3 separate regions of the Pan troglodytes genome follow, and regions 1 and 2 are each linked to region 3. Evidence: chromatin contacts called from public HiChIP or PLAC-seq data. All regions are on one chromosome and are shown on one strand. Each heading gives the region's core, a stretch centred on a gene start, on an enhancer-like site or on the middle of the called end of the contact. The rest is flanking DNA. Distances are from core to core; before and after follow the strand shown.

What was found. HiChIP or PLAC-seq counts read pairs in DNA pulled down with a chosen protein or histone mark.
Region 1: an H3K4me3 HiChIP or PLAC-seq map of stem cell-derived excitatory neurons shows a contact between it and region 3, with 9 times the contacts expected there. The contact joins the promoter of RHBDF1 here to the promoter of MRPL28 in region 3. A contact is called at or near these places in 2 of 7 Hi-C or Micro-C datasets (induced pluripotent stem cells and stem cell-derived neural progenitor cells) and 1 of 1 datasets of contacts at active chromatin or transcription factors (stem cell-derived excitatory neurons).
Region 2: a contact with region 3 is called in an H3K4me3 HiChIP or PLAC-seq map of stem cell-derived excitatory neurons, with 2.3 times the contacts expected there. The contact joins the promoter of SNRNP25 here to the promoter of MRPL28 in region 3. A contact is called at or near these places in 1 of 7 Hi-C or Micro-C datasets (induced pluripotent stem cells) and 1 of 1 datasets of contacts at active chromatin or transcription factors (stem cell-derived excitatory neurons).

The regions. Positions count from the first base shown.
Region 1 is chr18:2,391,114-2,395,498 of NHGRI_mPanTro3-v2.0_pri, forward strand. It overlaps RHBDF1 (rhomboid 5 homolog 1), which reads right to left and starts at 2,339. Exons shown (of 18, transcript XM_054668081.2): 1 at 2,211-2,339.
Region 2 is chr18:2,373,372-2,377,491 of NHGRI_mPanTro3-v2.0_pri, forward strand. SNRNP25 (small nuclear ribonucleoprotein U11/U12 subunit 25) reads left to right here and starts at 1,302. Exons shown (of 5, transcript XM_054668089.2): 1 at 1,302-1,532; 2 at 2,926-3,016; 3 at 3,244-3,349; 4 at 4,006-4,080. The coding sequence starts at 1,464. It overlaps POLR3K (RNA polymerase III subunit K), which reads right to left and starts at 1,162. Exons shown (of 3, transcript XM_054668090.2): 1 at 952-1,162. The coding sequence starts at 1,062.
Region 3 is chr18:2,715,668-2,720,193 of NHGRI_mPanTro3-v2.0_pri, forward strand. MRPL28 (mitochondrial ribosomal protein L28) reads right to left here and starts at 2,484. Exons shown (of 6, transcript XM_016929003.3): 1 at 2,378-2,484; 2 at 1,375-1,669; 3 at 534-686; 4 at 1-100. The coding sequence starts at 2,463. PGAP6 (post-GPI attachment to proteins 6) reads right to left here. Exons shown (of 15, transcript XM_063796371.1): 14 at 4,496-4,526; 15 at 2,739-4,160. The coding sequence ends at 3,864.

The DNA.
Region 1 (4,385 bases), core at 1,089-3,588, 320 kb before region 3:
GCACACGTCTGGCCAGAGGACAGATGGGCAGCCCAGTCACCAGTCAGAGCCCTCCAGAGGTGTCCCTGACTGGCCCTACACACATGCACCCAGGTGCCCAGGCACCCTTGGGCTCAGCAACCCTGCAAGCCCCTCCCAGGACCCACCAGAAGCAGGATAGGACTGGAGAGGCCACAGGAGGGAAACCAAGTCAGAGCAGAAATGGCTTCGGTCCTCAGCAGCCTGGCTCAGCTTCCTCAAACCAGATCCTGACTGATCACACTGGTCTGTCTAACCCCTGGGAGGGGTCCTCTGTATCCATCTTACAGATAAGGAAACTGAGGCTCAGAGAAGCCCATCACTGCCTAAGGTCCCAGAGCCTATAAGGGAGCTCAAAGCCTTGGGCCAGGTCTGCCCAGGAGCTGCGGTAGAAGGGACCCTGTCTGCAGACCCCCAGAAGACAAGGCAGAGCACCTGGGTTCTTGAGCCTTGTGGCTGTGGACGGCTGTCAGACCCTTCTAAGACCGCTTGCCACCTGCTCCATCAGGGGCATCTCAGTTGAAGAAGGAAGGACCCACCCCCAAAATCGTCCAACTCAGAAAAAAAGGCAGAAGCCAAGGAATCCAATCATTGGGCAAAATGTGATCCTGGCACAGACACTGAGGTGGGGGAACTGGAGCCGGTGTGGTGGGGGAACTGGAGCCGGTGTGGCGGAGGCCCTCACAGCCAAGAGCAACTGGGGGTGCCCTGGGCAGGGACTGTAGCTGGGAAGATCCTAGGGGAGGGCCTGATGGTCCCTGAAAGGCAGGGAAGACCTGGGCAACTCCCCCTAAACCAAGAGCGCCCCCTAGAAAGTCAGCTCCCCAAGGTGGGGACCGGCCAGCTCATGAGGGGTGCTGGTTGAGGGGCCTGCTTGTGCAACGGAGGCCACCCAGCCAGTGAAAGCTACTTGGAAGGGCTGGGAAAGGGTCTGAGGCCCCTTCAATCTGGCACCACCAGACTCCCACGCACTCCATTTGCCCCTGCCCCATTCTCAGGAAAAGGGGCCCGGCTTGCCCAGAATGACCCCTGGTGGCAGGGGGCTCCGCCTCAGGGACCCCTTGAGCCCCAGCCAGCTGCTTGGTCCCCAGCTTCTGCCCACCCTTGGGGTGGGGGCTAGGAGGTTGGGGTTAGCTCCACAGGGGTGGGGAGAACCCAGCCTGGGACTGGCCAGGCATCTAGCTGGGTCAAACCTGAAGAGCCAGTTTCATCCTTGAATCTTCTCCCGGTCTCCAACTGGAAGTCCCGTTGGCGGGTGGGAGTTCCCAGGATAGAAGGGCCTCCAGACCTAGGCCCCACCCACCGGGACAGACACACACATTCACCATCTCAAGCGGCACACACAGAAGAAACTCTGGTCAGGACCGCCTGGGTTGGAAGCAGGCCTTGGGGGGCCAGGGAAGATCCCCTGCCCATTCCCCACCCAGCCCCACAAACATGCCCCCAGCATGACAGACAACCAGGCCCTCTGCCAATGCCCTGAGCATCTGGGGTCTGGCTGTCACCCCAGCTGGGAGAAGGCCTGTCCCCGTTGGCCTCTGCGCACAGAGTGAGAGTCTGTCTTCGGGAGTCGCTCCCAGCCCACCCTGGAGCTTCGATGTTTACAGATGGGGGAGTCAGTGTCGTGGGGCAGAAGGCGGAGTCAGTCCCCCACCCCCAGCTCCACGGCTCCTGCTATTCCCATCGGTGAGGGCAGCTGGGACAGGGACCATCCCGCCCAGAGCTGGAGTTTCAACTCGGAGACACCACCCACCGGTCGTGGCCGGGAAGGAAAATGCAGTGGGGGGAGTTTAGAGGGACCTGGGGCACCCCCGGACTCTAGACTCCCGCTCCTGGGACCCTCAGCTGCTGGGCGGGGGCTGGAGCCGAGCTGTCCGGCCCGGCCAGGCCGCTGGGACTGCTAATCCGGCCACGGGCTATTTTTGCGGCGCGCCGGGCTAGGAATCCGGGGCTGGGCCGCCTCCGCGGGCGACTCGGGAAACTCCAGGAAGAAAAGCCCGGCCGCCCCAGCGGGGCCTCGCCGCGATCCCTCCCCAGCCCCGGCCCCAGCCCCGGCCCCGGCCCCGACACGGCCCCGGCCGCTCTGAGCAGCTCCGGCCACGGGGTGCTGAGGACTCGCCCCGCGCTCCGGGGACGCAGCCCCGGAACCCGCCCGCCCCCGGAGCCCTGCGCTCCCGGCCGCGCTCACTCACTGCCGCCGCCGGGGGTCTCTGGGGGGTCCTGAGGGCGCCGGGGAGGAGGGGCTGCCGCCGCTGGCCGGGAGGGCGCCCGCGCCGAGTCCCCGCCCGCCCGCCGGTCCGGCCCGCCCGGGAATGCCAAGGAGCGAGGGGCGTGCGCGCCGGGGGCGGGCCCGGCCGGAGCGGGGCGGTCGCGCTGACTCAGAGCTCAGGAATGCGCGCCGCCCGCCTGCCCGGCCCAAGTCACCTCCTCCCGGAAGGCCGCTGGGCTCCCTGCTCTCCAGTGTCCGCCCGCGGGGACACCTGGGGCTGGGGTCTCCAGCGCCTCGGCCCGACGGAGGACCTGGTGGGAGCGGATGGCAGTATCAGCGCTGGGCGGCTCCGCCTCTCCCTGGCTCCACATTGAGGCTTGACCTGTCCTGCCCTGATTTGTGCTGAGAAGAGGGGTAGTGAGGAGGGAGAGCAGGCACAGGGTAAAGGGTGGAGGATGGGTGTGTATCCCTGGCTCCCCTAAACCCGACCTCCTCCAGAGGCCCACACTGACAAGTCCTGTATCCCACACTCACCCAATCCCACTAAGCACTCACATTCCCTCACACACATTCATGGGCACCGATCACTCACAATCATACACAGGCGTCCCCACATCCTTCCACTTCATGCGTTCATTCGCCTACACATGCACGTGCTCACATGCACCCACCTACTCATGCACATCTTTCATGGGTACATACGCGTGCACACACACACGTGTACACACTGATGCACACACTCAGTTCAGGACCGCAGTCATTACCCCTCCCCCTGCCCTGTGCCCCTACCCCCAGAAGCCCTGCTCCACCAGCAGGCACTCAGGCCAGGCTGCACCGGCCCCACCTGAAGCCACTCAGCAGAGGCAGCGCAGTGTCTGGTGTCCACTCTGGGCTCTTCTCACTGTCTCAGAGCTCAGCGGCCACCCCGGGGTGGGCTCATATCCCTGCACAATCTGGGCTGGACTCAAAATGGCACTCTGCTTTCCGCTGGGGCTGCTGGTGAGAGTTTCCCAGCGTTTCTCTCCTGACACTGGGTGGGCTGACCCTCCCAGGGTCGGGGACAGGGGTGCCAACAGCAGAGTACGGGCAGGGCTGTCCAGGAGCTCTGAGTGGTGGGTGGCCAAGGCTTCCTCTGGATAGAGGGTGCAGGGATCCCTTCGTCCCATGGGTCCCTAAGGACCCCTCTACAGGGTGCCCCCCCAGGCCTCGGACAAATGTGTCTTCAGGCCCTGTGCTGGTCACAAGGTGCTGCTGCTTCAGTGCCATCCTCTGGGTCTGGGTGGCACCAGCCCTCTCCAAACTGAGCTGTTGCACTGAGGGCCCAACGCAGACAATGGCCTGCTCCTTGGCTACACAAGGAGCTAATTTGAACTAAAGGTGCTGGTACACTTACCGGTAGATCCCAGAGCCTGGGCAAGATTCCCCTGCCCATATCCTTGTCCATGCCACGGGATAGGGCGGTGCCTGCACATAGTGGGTGCTCTCTGAACACAGGCAATATCAACACAATTCTCATGTAGAAGGAGACAATGGAAGCTTTGGAGGGAGTGGAGGGTAACTCCACCAGGGGATGACTGCCAGTGCATCACGGACACCGGGTGAGAGGGAGCCTGCCCCGGTGCCAACACTCAGTGCTCCTGTAGCCTGCACGTGCCACCCCTCCCATGCCAGGCTCACAGCCAGAGACAGGACAGTCTCCATGCTTAGCATTATTGACCCTGCCGGGGATAAGCAAGCCCTATCGGGCCTGGATGCCCAGACTAGGCTGGCAGGGCCAGAAGTGGTGTCCTCTCTGGAAAGCTGGGGACTGGGCTTGCCTCCAAAGCATGCCACAGCTGGGCATCTGGTGTCAGCAGGTCTCCTCCTGCAGCGGACTCTGTCAGACCCCACCTAGACCCGCTCCAAGACCCAGACACTCATCGCCAGCTGCCAGGAGCACCAACCACAGCTGGCTCAGAGCTGAAACCCCCCGCACCCAGGAGTCACCTTCAGTGGGGAGCATGCCCCAGTCTGCCTCTGCAGGCAAATCCCCAGCTCAGAGCCTGTGTCCAGGAATCCCCAGGCTCTCAGCCCACCCTGGCCTCCTGAGTGAGGTCATCAGAAGGATGATCAGAGGGGGGTCGACACACGTGTGCTCAGTGTCAGGCCTCTGAGCCCA
Region 2 (4,120 bases), core at 52-2,551, 340 kb before region 3:
AGCACTTTGGGAGGCCGAGGCAGGCGGATCACGAGGTCAGGAGACCGTCCTGGCTAAGACACGGTGAAACCCCGTCTCTACTAAAAATACAAAAAAATCAGCCGGGCGTGGTGGCGGGCGCCTGTAGGCCCAGCTAATTGGGAGGCTGAGGCAGGAGAATGGCGTGAACCCGGGAGGCAGAGCTTGCAGTGAGCCGAGATCGCGCCACTGCACTCCAGCCTGGGCGACAGAGCGGGACTCCGTCTCAAAAAAAAAATTAAATAAATAAATAAAATAAATAAAATAAAGAAAGCACACAATACATTACATAATATATTAGGAGGTAATAAGCCCTATGGAAACAATTACAAAGGGAAGGAGGATAAATTGGAAGGAGGGGCTGAAATTTAAAATACGGTAAAGACAAGACCAATGAGTAAGGTGGCGATCGAGGGCAAGAGCGAACTGAGCAACACCAAGTGCAAAGGCCCTGCTAGCACCATGTGCACGATGAGAGATCGTCCAGGAGGCGGTGTTGATGCGGCAAAGGGCGACAGGAAGCGCATTAGGACTTGAAATCGGAGACGCACGCAGGGGAGGGGGTCAGTGTCGGAACCTGGTAGGCCCTGGGAGAACTCCGGCTTCTCGTCTGCGTGAGCTGGAGAAGAGCCGAAGGTTTCTGCGCACAGCACGGACCTGTGTGCCTCAGCTTTAAGGAAATCACCGTGGCCGCCGCTGTGAACGCAGAGAAGGGCGCAAGCGTGGGAGCAGGAACCCAAGGAGGTGGGAAACGGTGGGGCTTTCTGAGTGTATTGGAAAGTAGAGCCCACAGATCTGCTGCAGACCAGAAAGGGGCGCGAGAAAGAGCGGACAGAGGCAGACGCCGGGGCTGGCGGCGATGGAGCAGCAGTCGGAGGAAGCGGAAGGCCTGCGAGAGTCGCCCGCGGCCCAGCGCCGGCCTTCGGGTCCCACCTTGCGGGTGATGTTGTGCACGTAGGGACACGTGTTGCAGGCGAAGCGGTGGCAGCGTTGTCCCTCCTCCACGATCAGCCCGTTCCCGCAGCCGGGGCAGAACAGCAGCATGGTCTCGAACTCCGCAGGCTCCAACTCCCGGCAGCTCCCACTGCCGCTCAGCGCCGATGCGCCGCCCGCCTCGAGCTCACATTGGTCCTGGCAGCCTTCCCGCCACACCTACCAACCAATAGACAGGGCGATTCCGCGCTCCCAGCACTGCTGCCGGCTGTCTCGCACTTGTCATTGGTCACTGCAGCCGCCCCACCCCCCGGCGCGCCAATGGCTGGGCGGCCTCGCTGGGGCGGGCCGCAGTTCCTGCGCGTGCGCGCTTGGCCTCCCTAGTGCGGGCTGGCAGTGCGGGCAGAGCCCGGCTGAGAGGTGCGGCCCTGGAGGAGACGGAGGCCGCGGGTGGGCCCGAGGCGCAAGAGGAAGATGAGGACGAAGAAGAGGCGCTGCCGCACTCCGAGGCCATGGACGTGTTCCAGGAGGGTCTGGCTATGGTGGTGCAGGACCCGCTGCTCTGCGATCTGCCGATCCAGGTGCGTGCGGGCGGGGGCTGGGGGCGCGGGAGTCGTTCCCCGGGGGGCCGGGCATCCGGGCGCCGGCAGCCTCCGAAGGTGCTGGTGGGAGGCTGCGGCCCAAGGCTGGGGAAGGCGCCTCAGGGCGTAAACGAGGGTTTTAACCTTGGCCGGGCGCACTCGCCTGGGGCGCGAAGCTTAAAGAGGAACCAAAAACCTCATTAGTGAGTGACATTAAATGACATTTTAATGTAATTGTATTTAGGGGGCTCGGGGGACAGGGTCTTGCTGTGTTGCCCAGGCTGGAGTGCAGTTTTGTCCTCCTACCTCAGCCTCCCGAGTAATTGGGACCCCAGGTGCGCGCTACCACACCCGGCTAATTTTTAAATTTTTTGTACAGAGGGAGTCTCACTATGTTGCCCAGGCTGATCTGAAACTCCTGGGCTCAGGCGATCCTCCTGCCTCGGCCTCCCAAAATGCTGGGATTATAGGTGTGAGCCACCCCCCGGCCTGTAATACCTTTAAAAGTCAAAGTTGATGCAAAAAAAGAGCCTACAGTAAACGAAAAAGCTTAGTTTTAAATAAGAGCAAGATTAGTAGTACTGATTGTTCCATTTGCCTCAAGCGTCAATCATGTGTCAAAGCGTCAGTATCATGCTTTGGGACGATACTGTCTTTTTATTTATTTATTTGAGACTGAGTCTTGATCTGTTTCCAGGCTGGAGTGTAGTGGTGCGATCTCGACTCACTGCAACCTCCCCCTCCCGGGTTCACTACAGGCACGCGCCACAACGCCCGGCTAATTTTTTGTATTTTAGTAGAGACGGGGTTTCACCATGTTGGGCCAGGATGGTCTTGATCTCCTGACCTCATGATCCGCCTGCCTCGGCCTCCCAAAGTGCTGGGATTACAGGCGTGAGCCACCACGCCCGGCCAATTTTAAATGTTTTATATTTTGCTCATCATGGATATTTTAATTGCCTTGTATTTCTTAAATGTTGTATTAAAATATTTATTGTTATTACCGTTTTTTGCTGCCCCGGTAAATTTTGCACACCTGCCTTACTCAGTCCCGAGCCCTGGCCTGGGTCCTGATGATCAGGGATATACTCAGGGTGAACTGACAGGCCCCTACCCACCCCTGGGGGCAGGTCCTCATGTGAGTTTATTCTCTTGCCTGTTTCTTAGCACCTCTTTCCCCCAGAGACTCTGTCCACTATGGACATTAAAATGTGAGTGGAGCATGAGATTGGGGCTCTGATGAATTGGGAAACCGTAACATACAGGCAACCACCCTTCCTTGCCCTTCGTAAAATGGAGCACCACTTTTTGGCCACTATCGGCTTGTTCTTTGTTGTTGCTCAAGGTGGTAAGGAGAGCCAGGTTTCCCACTTCTGCCCTTGCTCTTTTGTAGGTTACTTTGGAAGAAGTCAACTCCCAAATAGCCCTAGAATACGGCCAGGCAATGACGGTCCGAGTGTGCAAGATGGATGGAGAAGTAATGCGTAAGTGCTGCCCTCCTCCCTTCAGGTTATGTGGTCCAGGCTTTCACAGCAGGAAGATGTAACAGTGCTGGTCAGCCTGCTCAGAAACTCACAGGCCATGCCCAGGGGTACTGGGACAACCACAAACCTGCCCTGTGCACAGAGGTGTTGGTTCCTTTCCTGCCATCGGAGGCTGTGGCTTTGGGTTCTCACCATGGATCTTCTCCCATCTGTGTCCGTGGTTGCAGCCGTGGTTGTAGTGCAGAGTGCCACAGTCCTGGACCTGAAGAAGGCCATCCAGAGATACGTGCAGCTCAAGCAGGAGCGTGAAGGGGGCATTCAGCACATCAGCTGGTAAGTGGAACAACATTCCCTTCATTATAGCCCTTCCTGGGGCTAGTGCCCTTCTTGGCACTGTCACCAGGCACCACCTGGAAACAGCTCTCAGCTCTGCATGAGTACAGCACCACTGAAGTGATGAGCTCCCTGTCACAAGAGTGATGAGCTCCCTGTCACAGACAGTGCGGGTCGTTCTGTGCCTGGGACTCCTGCCTCGGCCATCCCCAACATTCTGCTCTTCCATCGGCATCACCCCATCCGAGCTGCTGGGTATCTTCACTTGGGGACACTGTCGGGAATTTCCAGTGTGTCTGGAAGTGGCCTCCCTAGTTATGGATGGTACACCTGTAGGGGCTCCCATCCCCTTGTCACCTGGGTGCTGTCAGCCCTCACTCTCCTATTGGATCAACTGTCCTGTTCACTGAGTCTCAACACTGTCGCCTGTTGCATTAGCAAGGTTTGTTTGGCCAAGCCGCCCCAGACAGCCCTCTGAGAACAGAGCCTCCTTGTAGCTGCCTCAGACCCAATTTGCACATTGTACAGAACAGCCCAGGTAGGGAGGACAGCTGCCCCAGGTCCCATAGGGCTGCATGCCTCAAGCCCACGTCATGCAGAGCCACTCAGCTCACCCTGCTCAGGGCATGTGGTTTACCTGCGTTCCCCTCTTGCAGGTCCTACGTGTGGAGGACGTACCATCTGACCTCTGCAGGAGAGAAACTCACGGAAGATAGAAAGAAGCTCCGAGAGTAAGTGCCGGCCACATCCTGAGCCGTAGGGCACGGCTGT
Region 3 (4,526 bases), core at 1,234-3,733:
GGTCCTCGGGGTGCAGCTGGGGGTCCTGCCGGGCAAGCCGCAGCAGCATCCCTCGCTTCAGGTCCATCCCAAACTTGGAGCACAGGTCCTCCTTCGGGGTCTGGCAGAAGGCTCACATGGGGCCAGGTGCTGGTGGCAGGGCCCCGCCTACCCTTCCAGCCAACCCACCTGGCTCCTCTCTAGCCGCTGGTGGTCCCAGGACAGGACAGAGAAGGCCCGGGTGGGGCCGCCTCAGCACCCCAGCCTGGGGGGTGGGATCAGGACAGAAGCAAGTCCAAGTGCAGGGAAAGGGGCGGCTGTGCTCGGTCAGGCCCCACGGGCAAGTCAGCCACCCACAGAGCGACAGCCTCTCCTGAAGGCAGGAAACCCCACTGGTGCCAGCCAGAAAGGGGCATGGCCCCACTCACGCTTTCCCAGTGACCCTCCTGTGCAGATGTCAGCGCGCCCCGGTGTGATGCTGACCTGGGGCTCCCGTGAGTCTGACTGGCCCATCGCAGACCCCGCTGTGCACGGACTCGCCCCACCCCGCTTGCCTTGAGGATGTAAAAGTCGAGCCCGTAAGCCTCATCGATGAGATCCAGGGTCCGCATGGTCACAGTCACTGTGAACTTCTTGTCCAGGATCTCACTGTAGAGCTCTCGCTCAAACAGCTGTGGCTTCCACACTTTCTTCAGCCTCTTGGAGAGCTGAGGGTGCAACAGAGCCTCCATGAGTACTGCTGCTTTCTCTTACAGACCAAGGGGGGCCCAGGGCAACTGCCCTCACCTCCCCCCCGGAGGCTCCATCACAGAACCACTGCTGTCAGACTGGGGACCTAGAGCTAACTGGGCCGGCCCCCAGCCCGGTGCCGCCCCAGCCCGACCCGGGTCCTGGCTGTGTACCCAGAAGTCAGCTGCTCCCCAACAAGCTGGGCGTTCCCGCCCTGGTCACATGGTTGCTGCATGTGTTTCAGAAACATGTGCGACCCCACAGTTTACAGGTTGTCACATTCCAACCTGGAGGTGACACAAGTCTCCCCAGAGGCTTCAGCAGTCCCGCCAGGAAGTCCACCACAAGCAGCCTCGAAGTTCTGCTCGCCTCCCCCACCTGCTCTGCTCATCACACAGGCCTCCTCCCCATCCTAACTTTACCCCGACTCCCCACGGCCTCTGGTTGCTCCCCCGGCCTGAGTCACCCCACCTCACCCCTACTTTATCAGTCCTGTTTGCCAGAACTGCGGTTCTTCACTCAGCGTGCTCCTTTGCCGGAGCTGTGTCTCCTCCAGGCTGTAATCCCCAGGGCCCACCCAGGTCTCTCCAGGTACCCCGGGCGTCTGGCACAGAGCCGGCACAGCCAAGCCCTGAGAGGAGCCCCGAAGCCCGCCTGCCGACCCACCTTGTCGTTGTTGGCGTATATTTGGCCCAGGATCCAGCCCTCGCCGCCCCACAACCCCCGCTGGGATTCGGGGGGAAAGTAGATGGGAATGGGCACGTCCTCCACACGCTCCCGCTGCCCGTTCTTGGGGTTGATCTTGAACTTGGCCCCATGAGGCCTATAGTGCACGGGAGCGGGCGTCCGCTCCTCCTCCAGGGAGCGCAGGTAGTGGCCGGGCAGGCGGGAACAGATGCCCTCCCGCAGCTGCAGCCGCTTCCAGAGCCACACGGGATACTTGTGTAGAGGCATCGCGAGCCTGGCGGGAGGTGGGGGCTCGCAGTCAGTCGCAGCCTGGCCCGGCCCCCGGCTCTCACCCCCTACCCCGGCCCCCGGCTCTCACCCACTACCCCGGCCCCCGGCTCTCACCTCCTACCCCCTACCCTGGCTCTCACCCACTACCCCGGCCCCCGGCTCTCACCCGCTACCCCTGCCCCTGGCTCTCACCTCCTACCCCCACCCCGGCTCTCACCCACTACCCCGGCCCCCGGCTCTCACCCACTACCCCGGCCCCCGGCTCTCACCTCCTACCCCGGCTCTCACCCGCTACCCCTGCCCCCGGCTCTCACCTCCTACCCCCTACCCCGGCTCTCACCCGCTACCCCGGCCCCCGGCTCTCACCTCCTACCCCCTACCCCGGCTCTCACCCCCTACCCCGGCCCCCGGCTCTCACCCACTATCCCGGCCCCCGGCTCTCACCTCCTACCCCCTACCCCGGCTCTCACCCCCTACCCCGGCCCCCGGCTCTCACCCACTACCCCGGCCCCCGGCTCTCACCCGCTACCCCTGCCCCCGGCTCTCACCTCCTACCCCCTACCCTGGCTCTCACCCCCTACCCCGGCCCCCGGGCTCTCACCTCCTACCCCCTACCCCGGCCCCTGGTTCTCACTCCGGCCTGTGTCCCGCACCCACCTGCCCCTCCCCTTCTGCCCCGGCGCCCCCCCACACCCCACCTGCCCGCGCCCACCTTTCAGGGTTCAGAGCCCACCGGAACCGGAAGCCGATCTGCCGCGCCTGGCCCTCCTCCCACCGCTGACTGGCTGTAAAAGCCATCCGTCTACCCCCTCGTCCCGCCCCGCTTCCGTCTTTAGGGACCGTTAAAAACACCCCACAGACAGCAGCAGCAGCTCAAGGCACCGTTGGCTATGTGCGGCCCCGGCGTTTCCGCGAAGGGCGGCACGGGCGGGGCGGTGCTTGTTCTCCCGGGCCCCACTTACCCTACCCGGGAAGGAGCACAGAAAAACTGTAAAAACTCGTTTAGTTTGAAAAATCACTGTAGAATATTAAATTCACCAAACACAGATAAATCAGATCTACATAAAAATGTCTTAATATCTTAGAATTTTCCTTTACTCCAAAAAACCCCATATATACATGTTTCTCCTTTATAAGCTTAGAGATTGCTTTGGTGGTCAAGTGCAGGGCGGCTGGGGGAGGTAAGACCTTCAGGAAGGCCATATCCCGGACAAGACCCAGAAGGGAAGCCCCCAGAGCCAAGGGTAGGAGGGCCCCACCCGGGTCTCAGCCATTCACTTCTCCAGGGCGGATCCGAGACACTCACAGGCCTCAGGGAGGGGCCAGGTGCTGCTCCTGGTCATTGCTTCCCCCACAAGGTTTGCATGAGGAGCAGAGACAGTCCAGTCTCCTGAACACCCACAGGGCACAGAGCCCAGTGCAGGGGGCAGACACCACCGCAGCTCCTGGGACCAAGAGGAAGCTCCCAGAGGGGGGCCCAGGAACGCTGGGGTGGGTGGACAGGGCTGGGTAGGGGTTCCTTCTGGACCAAACCCCCAGAGCAGCAGAGCACCCCAGTCCAAGGAAGCTCTTCTCAGGGACCCAAGGCTCCAGAGCCAGGAAAAAGGGAGGGGCGGGGCGGGAGCCTGCATCCCCAGTGCCCATCAGCTCTGGAGGAAACCTCCGTCTCCCGTCCCTATGGTGACCACAGCAGCAGAGGGGGATCCTCCATGCCCCAGGCAGGCTGGCATCAGGGCCACACAGGGGCCAGGAGCAGGGGTCTCGGAGTCCACAGCTCCCGGCCCCAGTGGTGGGCTCAGGGCTCCTGGGCGCCATGGGTCTCACCACAGCCTCGCCAGGGAACAGGACCATAGAGAGTCCTTCTCCCCATCTCTAGCCACCCACAGGCCAGCAGAGCACACAGCCCCACCCTCGCACAGGCACCTGTGGTCTCCAAGTAACCAAGCCCAGGCCCCAGGGGCCACTGCAGACAGCAGCTGGGATCTGCAGAGGGATCTCAGCGGCGAGCAGGCAGCTGGCGAGGAGAGGTGCGTGTGAGGGAGGGGTGGCCCTCTCCTCAGTAGGAGGAAGTAAGAGGGTGTCTAGGCCAATTTATTCAGCTGGAAATCAATCTGTCCGGGGCTGGACCAGGCGCCTCCCCCGCGATACAGCTCCTGGCTGAAGAGGTCATCAGAGCAGCAGCTGTCCCCAGGCCAGTGTCACGTCACTGCGTACAGTTCCTCCCGATCATTCTTGCAGATCTGATAGTGGCAGGGGAATTTCTGCGAGCAGGCCCAGGGCTCGGCGGGCTGGTCAGGTGGCGGCAGCAGCAAGGCTGCGCTCCCGGCCAGCAGGATGTGCCAGATGCTGTGGGTGTAGTAGTAGTTGTCGCTAGTCATCATGGAGGTGTAGATGGCGATGCCCACAGAGGCCATGGAGACGCCGGGCAGGAGGTAGAAGGCCCAGCGCTGCCACGAGGTGGGGTAGCACTGGCGCCGGTGCCCGCAGCGGTAAGCCTGGAGAAAACAGCCACGCAGGTATCAGTGCAGGTGGGGCCGCGGCTGCAGCTCCCAGGGCCCAGATACAGTGGTTACTGGGGGCCTGCCCAGGTCTGGGCAGCAGAACGACAAGGGTGGGCTGCTTCGAGGGGGCTCAAGGGCACAAGGCCACTGGTCCTCAGGCCCAGGCCTCAGGGACACAGCCATGCTGGGCCTCTGTGGGTGCCATGGCAACCCCCAGCAGATATGGGCATTCACTGATTGGAGCAGGACCAGGAACGTGGCTAGAGCAAGGGGCCAGGCTCTCTTCTCCGAGCACCTGGGCAGCAGTGCCAGCCAGCCCGGCTCCTTACCCACATGGAGGCCATGATCACGAAGGCAAAG